2 separate regions of the Ovis aries genome follow, and region 2 is linked to region 1. A link is a contact called in public Hi-C data. All regions are on one chromosome and are shown on one strand. Each heading gives the region's core, a stretch centred on a gene start, on an enhancer-like site or on the middle of the called end of the contact. The rest is flanking DNA. Distances are from core to core; before and after follow the strand shown.

Region 1 (7,913 bases), core at 3,064-5,563:
GAGCTGTTGGGGGCTGTGGGCGGGTGGGCTGCCCAGCCGTGGACCACCTCCTGCATGCAAGGGGCAGTCAGCTCAATCTGGGAGCTCCAGAGCCAGCCGCCACCGCCACTCCTGGGCAGATCCAAATCCTGGAAAGCCCACTGGAAGACCTGCCTAGGAGGCGCCCTTTCCTCTCCAAGCTCAGGAAGCATAGAATAAGGAAGAACCACGGCTTGAGATCAAACCCTCCTGCATTATCTTAGATTCTCCAGCGTTGAGCACACAAGCTCAAAATCCTGCGTTTTCGGGCTGCTCAGCTGTTTGTTTCTTTAAGAGGAAGTAACTCCGACTGCAGACCTGCCTGACTTGCTCGGATGCCCTGGGCTTTTACCTTGGATCTGCGCTGACCCATGTGGTAACCACGTGTGACTCCTGAGCACTTGGCCCTGGACGAGGGCGGACTCAGATGTGCTTGCCCTCGATTTCAAAGATTTCGCAGCGAAAAGTCAACTATCTCAGTTTTGACTCTTTATTTACTGTGTGTTTATGTAATATTCTGAATGTGTTAGGCTAACTGAAATTAATTTCATCTACTTCACTGTATTTAACTGCGGCCCTTAGAAAACTTAAGAGCTACATGTATGACCTGCAATTGAACAGTTCCCTAAGTGACCTGTGATTTGCTGTAATCAACTGAAAACTTATCTGGGGCCCTAAAACGTTACTGTTTGCCAGGGTAAGTTAAATATTAGTACATGAGAAAAGTACTTAGGTAATCCTGCCAGAGCATTAGATGAAAAAAAAAAAAAACAGAGCAACTGAAGCTGATTTTCGAGTACCCTGGGAAAGCCCCCACGACAGCAACCCACCCTCCTGGCTTCAGGACCAGGAACTGGAGATCTAGAATAGGGAACTTCAGGGGTATCTCTCACTGCCCACTCTGAGGTCTCCACTAGGTGCTGCTACCTGTTTCAACCAAAACTTTGAGTAATTAAAATATTGTGCAATGGCTAAGGCTGACTAGCAGAGGCAAACAGCATATTTTCCTGTAACTACTTAATTCGAGTTTGTCCTTTCTTATTTTCCCTTTTTGGTCAACATTATGGCTAAACCAGACCTCCTAAGGACTCAGCATACAGACACAGACACACCTCCTTGGCTAGAAAGGCAGTGTGGGAGGAGAGTCCCTGCCACAGGGGAGGCCAGAGGCACTGGGTGTATGTGGGTGGGGGTGGTGTGCACGCTCAGTCGTGTCAGACTCCATGACCCCATGCACTGGAGCCCGCCAGGCTCCTCTGTCCATGGAATTTTCCAGGCAAGAATCCTGGAGTGGGTTGCCATTTCCTCCTCCAGGGGATCTTCCTGACCCAGGGATGGAACCTGTGTCTCCTGCACTGGCAGGCAGATGCTTTACCACCGAGCCACCTGGGGGCTGGGGGGAGTTGTTAAAAACCTCTGAGGGCAGGTCATCATCAGGGTGGCCAATCAAATATCAATATACACTATGGATGATCACTGCCCTAGTAGGTTCCTCCTTTCAAAGACCTAAGCCTGAGCTGAGGGACCACACCTTGCCACCTTACTCAACAGTCTGACATCCCTGAGAGGTAGATGTTATGCCATCTGACTGAGAGGCTACAGAGACCCCCCTGTCCCAGGACTTTGCCCAGGATCTCAGGGCTACTACTGGGGGCGGGGGGACCCTCAGGAGCACGGAGCAGACCAAATCCCATTGGGGGTATGGTGCGACCTGAGCTCCGCCTTGAGCCAGGATCCCCTGAATGGTGAGGCCTGGACCCTCCTCCCAGCAGTAAACAGCAGAGATCACACACAGATACCACAAGACTAGACTCCTGCTCGAAGACTTTGCACAGATGCAAAATGCTCCTTAATGGAGAGCTTTATGCCACCAATCTGCATGAAAGCAGCCCTGTCACCTGTTGATGACATCAGCAAGCCTCAAAACAGGAGATCAAAATGAAAGGATATCTGGGGTGTCGTCAGTTACCCATCTCCTTCTCCAGATGGGCAGACTTTATTCCACATTCTTGAGCTCCACGGAGATGGACCGAGAATAGATGTGGAAGGCCATGGAGCAGCCTCGCCTGGTTTTTGTGTACAAATTCTGCGAGGAAAGGCAGTCTACCACTCCCATATAAAGAGCTCTAATTACCAGCTGCGGAATAGAATTCTTTTGTTGTCCGGCTTTTAATTTGTTTTGTAAAAACCATGTAGAATCAGAGTGCTCTACCAGTGGTTTCTGGCAAACACTTAGCTAATCAAATTTAAGTTCCCGTTTTACTCAACAGGTTCACAGGTGGCTCAGTGGTAAAGAATCTGTTTGCCAACGCAGGAGACACAGATTCAGCCCCTGGGTTGGGAAGATCCCCTGGAGAAGCGAACGGCAACCTACTCCAGTATTCTTGCCTGGAGAATCCCATGGACAGAGGAGCCTGGCGGGGTTCATGGGTTTGCAGAGAGTGAGACGTGACAGCGTCTAAACAACAGTTCTACTCAACATGGCTTGTGAAGATAGCAGACAGGCCACATCAGTCCACATAAATCAATTTCACATTCAGGCCTTTCTGCCATTGCCCTATTGATCGCTGCTCTTGAGCAACAACAGAAAAAAAATTGGGTAAATGGCAGACATGTTCAATTTTAAAACAAGTAGAACTTGCTCAACAACAGGACCCTTATGGGAACAAGTGATTGCTTCTGCGAGATTAGAGCACAGGTTTGCATTTAGGCAAATTGAAAAAGGAAAAAAAAAAAAAAATCAAACCCTAAGCGCACTTTTGAAGATTGGTTTTCTTTTTTCCTTTGAAAGCTATCAATTTAGGGAGAGGAAAGACTAATCCCAGAAATGAGTGTTAGACTATTTCCCTGCAGGACACACAGTGCTCTAGTTTACTGTACTGTGATATTATTCATAATTTTAATAAACCTTAACTTAGAGATTTATCTCCCTGATTGGTGGCGGTGTGAGACGGCAGAAATCGCACAGGCGCTTCCACTGCACGGAACAAGATGAATCTCTTACCGGTAAATTAAAATTAATTACCCCTATCTCCAAAGGGGGCTGCTCATTTCTTTATTCCCTAAATAAACTGCAGGTCAAATACTATTTTAGGATACCCTACAATTGAATACAGGCCAATACAAAAGTCTCGAGTGCTTACAAAAAAAAAAGGCCATATACGCACAAGCGCTGTTACCCCTTCGTCCAAAATGCTGTAAGATCCCGAAACTGGAGGCAGCCTTGCGCACCCATAAGCCCATTTCCGACACTGTCCCCACGTTCACCTCCCGGCATCAAGGGGCCCGAATGCAGAGGTCTTGGGGAGCCCGCGGGGGTCTCGGTAGAGCCGCCGGACCCTCCCCGGGCCCCCGTCGCCTGCCGCCCTGGCCGGGCCCCGGACGCGACAGCGCAGGTGACCGGGAGCGGGGGTGGGAGCCGCAGTTCCTCAGGTGTTTCAGGCGCCCCGGATCTTGCCGGGCCCGGCGCCCTCCGGTAAGTCACCGGCAAACTGGGGCGCGCCAGGGCCCCTCCGACACCTTCTCGCGCGTCCCCCAAGCCCCCAGGCGAAACCAGGTTCGCCCGGCGCCCACCGGCAGGAGCCACCCCCGCCTTCACGCCTGCCTTTCCTTTTAAAACAAAAGCAAGTGAAACAAGCCGGCGCGCCCGGCCCGCCCCAGCCGCCTCGGCGACCCCAGGCCCCGCGGCCCAAGTTCGGAGCCGGGTCCGCGCGTCACGGCCGGGCCCACCTCGAACCCTGCTCGCCGCCCACCCACCTACCCCCAAAGCCACTCGGCCACCCAGGGAAAGAGCCCCAAGCGGACCGATCCTGGACGCGCGACCCCAGAATCCCACGAATAGTCGCCACCCTGCCTGGACACCAGCTGCGCCCCGGGGATCTGGGGCGCCACCCGCGTCCCCAACTCGGTTCCTGGGTTCCCCGGGAGAAAAGCGAGCGCCGCAGGGCGCTCCCCGCCCGCCGACCCCCGCCGGACCCCAGCCACCCCACCCGGCCCGACCCCGCTCTTACCGCGCCGCTTCGGGCAGGGCCGCCCGGGGCTCGAAGCCCGGGCTTCCTCGGTGCGCGCCGGCGAGAGCGCGGGCGCGGGCGCGCGAGTAGGGTGCTCGGGGAGCCCGGGGGCGGCGGACGGGCTCGGGGCGCTCGGGAAGGCCGGGGCGGACCGGGGACGGCGGGCGGGCTCCGGGAGATCCGCGAGGCCTCGGCGGGCCAGGGCCGGCGGGCCGGCTCGGGGCGATCGGGGCGATCCGGGCTGTGGCTGCACCGCGCTCAGCGCCGCCGCCGGAGGAAGTAACCGGCCGGTCCCCTCCGCCGCGCGCTCTTCTGGAGCCGGGGTATCGGGGGGAGGAGGGAGGAGGGAGGAGGGAGGGGACATAGGGACAAGGAGGCGGGGCGGAGGGGGAGGGGAGAGAGGAGGAGGGGCGGCGGAGGGGCCAGGCGGGGAGCCTGCGTGCGGAGAGGAGGGGCCGAGGGGAGGGGAGGAGCACGGAGCCGGAGGCGGAGCCGGATCTGCCCAGTCGGACCTCGCCCGGCGCCTGCTGTCGCTCGGCGGCCGCTCACCCAGGGCCGCTGCGGGTCTGGGCCTCCGAAAGTCCTGCGCCCCGAGCCGTGTGTGTCCCGGGAGCTCAGGACGAATCTTTCTTTCTTTCTTTCCCGGGTCCGCCGCTTTAATCCCCAAAGGTGCCCTGGCAGGACCGGAGTAGCTAGCTAGCGCTGGTGCCACCGAGTGGCCGCGGGGTTTGGTCCACCGGGGGACTCACTGTGGCCCCATTCTTGGACATGCTTATGGACTTATGATTTCCGATAGTTTTTATTCCGAGCGTTCTGTCGGGAAACACGCTGAGATGACAAAGGTACGAAGTGGACCCTCGGTCAGTCACGAAGTCCCCCTGCTCCGGGAAGCACCCCCCTCGCCCCAATCCTGCAGCCTCCGTGTGAGAAGCGCCCCTAGAGTTGAGCGGTGCCTTGGTGATAACCAGCCTTGGCTGGGCTTCCCTGGGTTGTGCCAAGTGGCTTCAGTCGTGCAGACTCTTTGCGACCCCCTGGACTGTAGCCCGCCAGGCTCCTCTGTCCATGGAATACTCCAGGCAAGAACGCTGGAGAGCATAGCCATTTCCTCCTCCAGGGATCTTTGAACCCAGGGATTGAACCAGCATCTCTTTCATCTCTTGCATTGGCAAGCGGGTTCTTTACCTCTAGCGCCTGGGCTAGTCCTCCGTGATAATTCTCCAAGGCCTCATTGTCCTCGCTTTATATATGAGAGAACTGACCCTTAGGGCAAATAACTTGCCCAGTCAGAAGACACACAAATGGGAGATTCAGGGTTGAAACTCCAGTTTATCTGACTTCCAACTATGGTCAAAACTGTGACCGGTACCTCCCGTTTCCATTTTTAGCAGGAAATACTTGAGTCTCTGGCTAGAAATGTGCACATTTCCTATTCAGATTCAGATCAGATTCTCAGTATTTTGGTGGAAGATTTAGTTTCCCAAAGGTGGGTGTAGAATGAAATAGCTCAGCTTAGGCAAGGCCAGGGACTGGAAGTTGGTGCATCTCAGAAACCGCAGTGCTGTGAAGGGAGAGGGAGACAGCCTTCACTTCTCTGTTGCCAACGTTCCCGGTTTCCATGGCAACCCTGAACCCAGGAGTTGTTCAGATAACTGAGATAGTATTGCACCTTAATGTTTACAGGTACCTGAGGGTCTCCAGGACTCACCATTGCATAGGTCAGAGGCCGGGTCTATACAGCTCAAATCACCAGGAGCAGAAACGGTTGATAGTTCCAGCAGATTGAACGGATTTTAATGGCTTCTCTGTGTACATTCAGGCCTGGATCAGAAATCATAGATGGATAGATCAGGAAGGAATTTCATAAGTGGGATACAGATCCATAGTAAGTTACCATGGAGACATGAAGAGTATGCTACCTTTTTATTTTTTTTTAACTGTACCGGAAAATACTGACTCATTCGGGCTGCAGTTTCAGCTAACAGAGGGACTTTCCCCCTAGGCTACTGAAAGCATCTGAGAAACTTGGAAAACACAGCCATTAAGTCAAGTTCAGTTGCCCAGCTGCTCCCGTATCCATGGGTATCAGGGCTAGGGGGCCCCTGAGACCCAGTGATCTTTGGGAAGACATCTTTCTTCCTTGAAGAGCTCAGAGAGGAGGGGCGTTTCCAGCACATCTGAGCAGAAAGACATCATCAAAAGAAGGGTCACAGGATTTTGAAGACAGTCCGCTTGTGACAACGAGCTTTCCCTGTGCTCTGACTTGCTAAACCTTGGGGCGGTTCTCAACTGTATAGAAGCAAGGGGTGATTATGCCACCTATATCATTAGGCTGTGATGGGAGCTCAGCACAGAGCCAAATTTGCAGATTTGTCCATCACCTGGTAGAGAGAGGTTCAAAATGATATAGCTATTACATGTATTTTTCCAAGCTCCCCTCTGGGAGCATTTTATGAAAAATCCTTTAAAATATATACATTAATATATGAAAAAAATCATTCCTACCCTCTCAGATATAAATGCATGAAAACTTATAGAAAATAATCTAGCCAGGAGCATAAGTGCAGAGCTGGAAAAGGTACAGCAGCTGAGAGAGAGAGAGGAAGCTCAGGTTACCCACAGCTTGGACTCTTGACTCCCACCCAGACTTCTGGCACTCCCTGTTCCTCTTCCCAGGAGCCCTGGGCTCAGCCAAGCAGCCCCCTTACCCTGGGTCCTACTCAGTAACTAACCCCCTCTATGTTTGGCTGGGTCACTGGCCCATAATCAAATGGCTTATCCTAGTTTTGGGGCTGTACCGGGGTTCCTAACATTTTTTACCTTCCTGTTATTAGTCGGTTTCCTAGTTACTCAGCAGAACTAAAACCCGGCATGGCTGCAGCCTGTGATTATTCATTGACTATTATGGCTTGATTCACAAGGAACATCGGGTTTTCCAGTGAATTAAACCCAATAAAAGTATGACCCTTGTGCTTCAAGATCAAAAGTCGAAGGTGTTAGAAGGAAATTAAAAGTTGGGACGTGCATGGGCTGAAATGACCAGATACACCATGTCAAGCTGAGTGTAGGAGTAGCCTTAACTCTTCCTTTAAGAAAGAAGGAAGCTCATCGAAGAGAGGAAGAAAGAGGAATTATAGCAGAATGAATGCATTATAAGCACTAAATTTCTAGAGAGTAAAATCCACATAGAGTTCTTTAGAATCCAGACGTAATTATTAAAAACGATTAGCTTACCTAGTCATCCTGTAAAAACCACCACAACAAAAATGGCTCCTTCGAAACATGTCTGTATTTACCTTGAAATCTTAATCAATAGGCAATATACAGTTTGAAGCAGTTTCCAGCTGCAGCAGACGTCATATGGTCTGAGGTATATCATTTATTCATTCAGCAAACAGTGTCAGCTGCTGAGAAGACAGATGAGTAAAGGCTTAGGCCCTGCTCTTGGAGAAGTAAAAATAAAGTCCACAGTTCTGCAAATACCATACACAAATGCGAGACTTTGGAAATCCTAGAAGGGGGTAGGCAGTGGAGGAGGAAATGCACTTAGATATAATTTAATTCATTCATTCACCTTGTGGATAAAGGTCTGTCTAGTCAAAGCTGTGTTTTTTCAGTAGTTATGTGAGAGTTGGATCATATAGAAGGCTGGGCATCAAAGAATTGATGCTTTCAAACTGTGGTGTGGAAGAAAACTCTTGAGAGTTCCTTGGACTGCAAGGAGATCCAGGTCCATCCTAAAGGAAATCAACCCTGAATATTTATTGGAAGGACTGATACTGAAGCTGAAGCTCCAATACTTTGGCCACCTAATATGAAGAGCCAACTCATTTGAAAAGACCCTGATGCTGGGAAAGATTGAGGGCAGGAGGAGAAGGGGATGACAGA
Region 2 (7,913 bases), core at 2,025-4,524, 290 kb before region 1:
GCAGATATTGGCAATTTGATCTCTGGTTCCTCTGCCTTTTCTAAAACCAGCTTGAAAATCTGGAAGTTCACGGTTCACGTATTGCTGAAGCCTGGCTTGGACAATTTTGAGCATTGCTTTACTAGCGTGTGAGATGAGTGCAATTGTGCAGTAGTTTGAACATTCTTTGGCATTGCCTTCCTTTGGGATTGGAATGAACACTGACCTTTTCCAGTCCTGTGGCCACTGCTGAGTTTTCCAAATGTGCTGGCATATTGAGTGCATCACTTTCACAGCATCATCTTTCAGGATTTGAAATAGCTCAGCTGGAAATCCATCACCTCCACTAGCTTTGTTTGTAGTGATGCTTTCTAAGGCCCACTTGACTTCACATTCCAGGATGTCTGGCTCTAGGTGAGTGATCACACCATCGTGATTATCTTGGTCATGAAGATTTTTTTTGTATAATTCTTCCATGTATTCTTGCCACCTCTTCTTAATATCTTCTGCTTCCGTTAGGTCCATACAATTTCTGTCCTTTATTGAGCCCATCTTTGCATGAAATGTTCCCTTAGTATCTCTAATTTCCTGAAGAGATCTCGAGACTTTCCCATTCTGTTCTTTACCTCTATTTCTTTACAGTGATCGCTGAGAAAGACTTTCTTATTTCTCCTTGCTATTCTCTGGAACTCTACATTCAGATGCTTATATCTTTCCTTTTCTCCTTTGCTTTTCACTTCTCTTCTTTTCACAGCTATTTGTAACACCTCCTCAGACAGCCATTTTGCTTTTTTGCATTTCTTTTCCATGAGCATGGTCTTGATCCCTGTGTCCTGTACAATTTCACGAACCTCCATCCATAGTTCATCAGACACTTGTGTCTATCAGATCTAGTCCCTTAAATCTATTTCTCACTTCCACTGTATAATCATAAGGAATTTGATTTAGGACATATGTGAATGATCTAGTGGTTTCCCCTGATTTCTTCAATTTAAGTCTGAATTTGGCAATAAGGAGTTCATGATCTGAGCCAGAGTCAGCTCCTGGTCTTGTTTTTGCTGACTGTATAGAGCTTCTCCATCTTTGGCTGCAAAGAATATAATCAGTCTGATTTCATTGTTGACCATCTGGTGATGTCCATGTGTAGAGTCTTCTCTTGTGTTGTTGGAAGAGGGTGTTTGCTATGACCAGTGCGTTCTCTTGGCAAAACTCTATTAGCTTTTGCCCTGCTTCATTCCATATTCCAAGGCCAAATTTGCCTGTTACCCCAGGTGTTTCTTGACTTCCTACTTTTGCATTCCAGTCCCCTATAATGAAAAGGACATCTTTTTTGGGTGTTAGTTCTAAAAGATCTTGGAGTCTTCATAGAACCATTCCACTTTGGCTTCTTCAGCGTTGCTGGTTGGGGCATAGACTTGGATTACTGTGATATTGAATGGTTTGCCTTGGAAACGAACAGAGATCATTCTGTCGTTTTTGAGATTGCATCCAAGTACTGCATTTTGGACTCTTTTGCTGACCATGATGGCTACTCCATTTCTTCTAAAGGATTCCTGCCCGCAGTAGTAGATACAATGGTCATCTGAGTTAAATTCTCCCATTCCAGTCCATTTTAGTTCACTAATTCCTAGAATATCAACGTTCACTCTTGCCATCTCCTGTTTGACCACTTCCAATTTGCCTTGATTCATGGACCTACCTGACATTCCAGGTTCCTATGCAATATTGCTCTTTATAGCATCGGACCTTGCTTCTATCACCAGTCACATCCACAACTGGGTATTGTTTTTTCTTTGGCTCCATCCCTTCATTCTTTCTGGAGTTATTTCTCTACTGATCTCCAGTAGCATAGTGGGCACCTACCAACCTGGGGAGTTCCTCTTTCAGTATCCTATCATTTTGCCTTTTCATACTGTTCATGGGGTTCTCAAGGCAAGAATACTGAAGTGGCTTGCCATTCCCTTCTCCAGTGGACCACATTCTGTCAGACCTCTCCACCATGACCCACCTGTCTTGGGTGGCCCCACAGGGCATGGCTTAGTTTAATTGAGTTAGACAAGACTGTGGTCTGTGTGATTAGATTGACTAGTATTCTGTGATTATGGTTTGTGTGTCTGCCCTCTGATGCCTCTCGCAACACCTACAATCTTACTTGGGTTTCTTTTACCTTGGACGAGGGGTATCTCCTTACCACCGCCGTTCCTGACCTTCAACGTGGGATAGCTCCTCTAGGCCCTCCTGCGCCTGCGCAGCCACCACTCCTCGGGTTGTTCCTCCCGGCTGCTGGCCCTGGCCTCGGGCATGGTAGGCTCCTTCTAGCTGCCGGCCCCTGGCCTCAGGCTCGGGGTGGCTCCTCCCGGTCGCCACTGGCCTTGGACGCGGGGTGTCTCCTCCCGGCCGCCACTGGTCTCGGATGCGGGGTAGCTCCTCTCGGCCGCCACTGACCTTGGACGAGGGTTATCTCCTCACGGCCGGCCCTTTTGACCTTGAATGTGGAGTAGCTCCTCTTGGCCCTCCTGCACCACGCAGACACTGTTCCTTGGACATGGGGTAGCTCCTCCTGGCCGCCGCCCCTAACTTCGGGTGAGGGGTAGCTCCTCTCAGCCATGCTTCTGCCGTGCAGTCGGTGGCAGCTGGCATTTGTATAGAGAAGGGGAAAAAATATAACACTAGTTTGTTTCCTCCTGCTGCTTAAGAGAGAGATAAAAAAAAGGTCTGAGATTTGCAGCCTATTTCCTCCCCTTTGGAGACCCCTGGCTTTCCTGCCTGTTGCCCTCTCACTGGAGTCTCAAGACTAGGGGGCTGAGTTGAGCCGGAGCCAGCCCCTTGCCCAAGGAGCACCGTCACCCTCTCTGGGGACACGGACAGCTCACTCTGGCTGGAGACAAAGTCCAGGCAAGGCTGGTGGAAGGCTGCCCTCTGCCCCAGAGCCTGGCGATTTTCCAACAGCTCTCCCGCCTTTCGCGGGGCTGGAAGGCAGCCTTCCTGGTGGGCTGGGGAGGAGGGCTAGGATAGGGATGGGCTGATAGAGTGTCAGCCTGAGGCAGGGTGGCGGGGGAGTGGGTGGCGTTCATCCCTGCTCCATCGTCATCCCAGGCAAGTCACCAAGGGGACCATCTCCAGATGCCCAGAACCAAAGCGGAGAGAAACTCTGTTTGGGGGCAATGTGTGCTGCAGGTCTGCTTCCCCCTAGAAGCAGTTGTAGGGACGGAGGAAACAGACAGAACAGTCTCCATCTTGAAAGCAGGACTCCGTCTTGGGCCGGACTGTGGACTTTGAGCTATTTGCCCAGTATCTATGGAAACGATTACCAATAGGAAAACCAGACCCCCCCTCCCCCGCCAGAAGGAAGAGCTCCAGGGCTTGTACCTAGACACTCCATTGCCTAAAAGAATATCCTAATTGTGTAACCGAATAGACTCATACATTCTATTATGCTTATTGGGGTATGACCACAGGCCTATTGATAATTGTCCACTGTTAACTACCTAGGCTTAAGGCATATGAATCATGGGTTAAATTTGTATCTTTCTTTTCCTTTGTTCAGACTAGTTTCAGGGAATTTGGTGAGGCAGGTTTGTGCACACATACTTAGGGTATATAAGGTTTTCACAAAAACAGGTCGGGGTCCTTGGCTAAGAGGAGACTCTGCCTTGGGCCCGCCGGTGTAATGAACTGCACTCCACTATCTGCATTGTCCTTCTGAGGGAGTTTGTTTCCCGGAACGTGTGGCTACAACAGTGGAGCATAGAAACCGTCTAGTTTTCTGTGTCTCTTCCCCCTGCATTCCTTGCAGACTATTCAATGCCTTCCCCTGGGGTTTCATTTTCCCTCGCCCTCCCTGTTGTCTGAAATGGCCCAGAGCTACTTAAGCTGTAGCCTGAGGTCATCTCTGAAAGAATAAGACCCTCTCTGCACACTTACAGTGGAGATACGACCTCACAGCACGGGGGTGCTGGCCGGGCTGAGCCCCACCAGGAGGCCCTGAGGTCTGGTGTTTGGAGAGGTCGCCACAGGCAAGCTTGGGTGCCTTGGGGCTCCCTTGGGGGTCAGCTCCCCCGAGGGAGGGCTGGGGGGAGGTGGGGGGGGGTGCTACAGAGATGGCCGCTGGGCTAGCTAAGCTGGCCTGGTACGTCCTGTGTTCACAGTCAACCCAGAGGAGCATCCCACATCCGCACAATCAGTCTCCCCAGCCAGGGGTACCTCTGTCTGGAAACGCCACCGGAGAGGTCCCCAGGTCTTACTCTGAGGTCTGCAAATCAGTTGTGCATTGCATTCTCTACAAACTGAGGGTTACTGATGAGAGAGACGCCTGTGATCTCACGGTCTGGGCCCCAGGGCAAGTGCAGGGCTTGGGACGCAGGTGGCTGGTGGGCAGTGGCTGAACCAAGGCAGAGAGAGGAATGCCTCACTTGTTCTGGAAACTTCTTCAATCTGTGACAACCCTTAATGACGCCCAGAGAAGAAACCATCGTCCTCCTCAGAATTATGTTCTGCTATCTGTGAATGAGCAATGCTTCCTTTTTTGGGTGGATCGTGGCTCAATGGACAGAATATTTACCTTACCATGTCCCCAGGAGGGGGATAAATTTGTTCCGAGTCATTCCTGGCAGACGCATCCCTGTGCCTGCAGGAATATGTCCAAGGTGATCTTGAACTTCCAGCAACAGCTTTCATTGTTGACCTGTTTTCCCACTCGGGGTCTGTTTAAATTGCACTTATGTAGACTGGATCCCCCGGTTCAAAGCGACTCTTTCTCTAGCGTCTAATGTGTGCATGCTCCGTTGTGTCAAACTTGTTAGCCCATGGACTGTAGCCCGTCAGGCTCCTCTGTCCATGGAATTCTCCAGGCAAGAGTACTGGGGTGAATAGCCATTTCCTTCTCCAGGGGAATCTTCCAGACCCAGGGGGGAAACCTGCGTTTCCTGCTTTGGCAGGCAGATTCTTTAGCATGTGCACCACCTGGGAAGCCCTGAGATTCTTTTCATTATCTGTTTATCTGCCCGTGTCACATCTTGGTTGCAGTGTGCAGGATCTTTAATTGTGCCATGCGAACCCTTAGTTGGGACAAGCGGATTCTAGTTCCCTGACCCGGGATCGAACCCAGGCCCTTTGCATTGGGAGCTTGGAGTCTTAGCCAGTGGACCACCAAGGAAGTCCCACTATGACTGTCTTTATAAATTGTGTCCAGAAGGGGAGAGGCCATTTCAAACTATGTAGCGTGAAAAGAGGGCGCTATCCACTGTGTTTTCCCGGCCCTTTATTGTGTGTCTTTTCTCGTCAAATTGTAAGTTTCTTAACAGCAGAGACCTTTCACAAATTCTATCTTTCCTGTCGGGGTTTTACCAATGCGTGGTGTTGGAGAAGACTCTTGAGAGTCCCTTGGACTGCAAGGAGATCCAACCAGTCCATTCTGAAGGAGGTCAGCCCTGGGATATCTTTGGAAGGAATGAAGCTAAAGCTGAAACTCCAGTACTTTGGCCACCTCATGCAAAGAGTTGACTCATTGGAAAAGACTTTGATGCTGGGAGGGATTGGGGGCAGGAGGAGAAGGGGATGACCGAGGATGAGATGGCTGGATGGCATCATGGACTTGATGGACGTGAGTCTGAGTGAACTCCGGGAGTTGGTGATGGACAGGGAGGCCTGGTGTGCTGCGATTCATGGAGGTGCAAAGAGTCGGACACGACTGAGCGATTGCACTGAAATGAACTGTGAGGTTAGCTACATATTTGAGATGAGTGATACTTGTCGTAGACAGTAATAAAAAATCTCTTCGAGGCAGTGGGCTGAAGCTGGCTTCTGCCTTCTTCTGAGACCCCACATCTCCTGCTTGGTAGGCGGGTTCCTTATCACTGAGCGCCAGGGAAGCCCTCTTCTGTGAAACAGCCAATAAATATCCAGGAACTTAGGGGATCTGGTTGCTAAGCTGTTGATGCCTTGACATTGGCCCCATGGTAGGAATATTTGCACCATAGAAACTGGCAAAGGCTGCAAATCAGGATTTTGAGTTTCCTCTCAAAGAAACGGTTTACGGACTTCCCTGGTGGTGCAGTGGATAGGAATCTGCCTGCCGGTGCAGCGGACTTGCGTTCGATCCTTGAAGATCCCACGTGCCAAAGGGCAGTTAAGCCTGTGCTCCCCAACTACTAAGCCTGAGAGCCAAAACTAGCAAAGCTCTCAAGCATGGAGCCTGCGCTCCACAAGAGAAGCCACCTGCACTGAGAAGCCGGTGCACTGCAGCGAAGCGTAGCCCCTGCTCACCACGACTCGAGAAAGCTAACACACAGCAACGAAGACCCAGAGCAGTCAAAGATAAACAGAGATGGTTTACCAGCACGTGACCTTCTGAAAGTGAGAAAAACTTCTTGTCATTTATTCCTGGAGAAAAATGAGGAAGACACATGGGACACCCCCCCCACCACCACCCCGACCCTACCTCATTTCTTCAGAGGATAAAATTCAACTATGCTTTATTTCAGAGAAGGCAATGCAACCCACTCCAGTATTCTTGCCTGGAAAATCCCATGGACGGAGGAGCCTGGTGAGCTGCAGTCCATGGGGTCTCTAAGAGTCAGACACGACCAAGCAACTTCACTTTCCCGTTTCACTTTCATGCATTGGAGAAGGAAATGACAACACACTCCAGTGTTCTTGCCTGGAGAATCCCAGGGACGGGGGAGCCTGGTGGGCTGCCGTCTATGGGGTCGCACAGAGTCGGACACAACTGAAGCAACTTAGCAGCAGCAGTAGCATGCTGTATTTGCTTTCTGGAATATGTTTTTTTTCCCCCTTAATATCGGGGTTAAAGATGGGCAACTGAAAATACTCATAATATTCCCAGGCACATGTGCTGTGGAAATGTAAATAACCCCTCCCCTCCCCTTTCTCATGTACGGTTGAAATTTTGCTGAGAGAACACAATTCTTTGCAAATGCTCAGAATGTTAAACCGCAGGTCTTACCATCATCATTTTAGACACTTGTTTACGTTAAAGAAACTGTAGGGCAGGAATGTGAGATTCAGCTAATATCAGAAAGTCTGGTTTTCTGAAAATAACTTGCCATTTGGGAAGATGATAAAGAGTGTTGATCTCAATGGCTTGGCTGAATTTCTTAGTACAGTTTTAACTTTGCCAATCCCGAAACCAGATGAAGTTGTTTCTTAAGGCGTAAGTCATTTTCAGGGTGTTTCTTGGGTTCTGAAATTTCAGCGTGCCCACACTAAACCATCCCTTCAGAGAGAACCACTGTCCCTTGAGAACTGCCAAGGCCTCACGCAGCTGTCTGACAGATACGTGAGACACTGAAAGACTGAAGTCTTTTTCTTTTCCAAAATATATTTAACTTCAGTAAACCTGAAGCCAAGTCTCTTGCAGATGGCAGACAGCTTAATTGCTGTGGTAAACTCGTCTGACGTTTTTGGGAGAATTTTGGGTGCTATAATTATCCATCGAACCCAGAGAAAAAAGATTTCAATCCACACAAAAGGCAGGCACATGGACTAGCCTCTCGACTTGGAGGCTGAAGTTTTATCCAAGGCTGTTCCTATTTCCCCTTCCCTTTTCAGGCTTTCTTGAATGGCTGGCAAGTGCAGAATGTATTATAGGAACAGCGTTAGAGACCTGGAGGCTTCCGTCATGGTCCAGTGGTTAAGAATCCAGCTTCAGTGCGAGGGACTCAAGTTCAATCCCTGGTTGCGGAACTTAGATCCCACCTGCCTCGAAGCAGTTAAGCCTTCATTCCGCAGCTAGGGAGAAGCCTGCGTGCCACAACTAAGACCTGATGTAGTCAATAAATAAATAAAATTTTTAATGGATTTCCTTTTTTAAAAAAAATTGAGAGGCCCAAGATAAAGAAGGCTGAGCACCAAAGAATTGATGCCTTTGAATTGTGGTGCTATAGAAGACTCTTGAGAGTGTCTTGGACTGCAAG

Evidence for each region. A called contact is a pair of places that touch in the nucleus more often than the background predicts.
Region 2: a Hi-C map of liver shows a contact between it and region 1, with 2.3 times the contacts expected there. The contact joins the enhancer-like site here to the promoter of ETS2 in region 1. A contact is called at or near these places in 5 of 16 Hi-C or Micro-C datasets (blood, liver, skin fibroblasts and 1 more).

What each region holds. Positions count from the first base shown.
Region 1 is chr1:271,781,427-271,789,339 of ARS-UI_Ramb_v3.0, reverse strand. ETS2 (ETS proto-oncogene 2, transcription factor) reads right to left here and starts at 4,313. Exons shown (of 9, transcript XM_027961791.2): 1 at 4,029-4,313.
Region 2 is chr1:272,066,957-272,074,869 of ARS-UI_Ramb_v3.0, reverse strand. No RefSeq gene overlaps it. Among named protein-coding and RNA genes, the nearest start is that of ETS2, 290 kb to the right of the region's middle. Within about 2 kb of position 3,274, at least 1 of the 54 cell types and tissues checked has an H3K27ac peak or open chromatin away from gene starts, as enhancers often do. A contact at or near this core is called in liver, where this site is marked.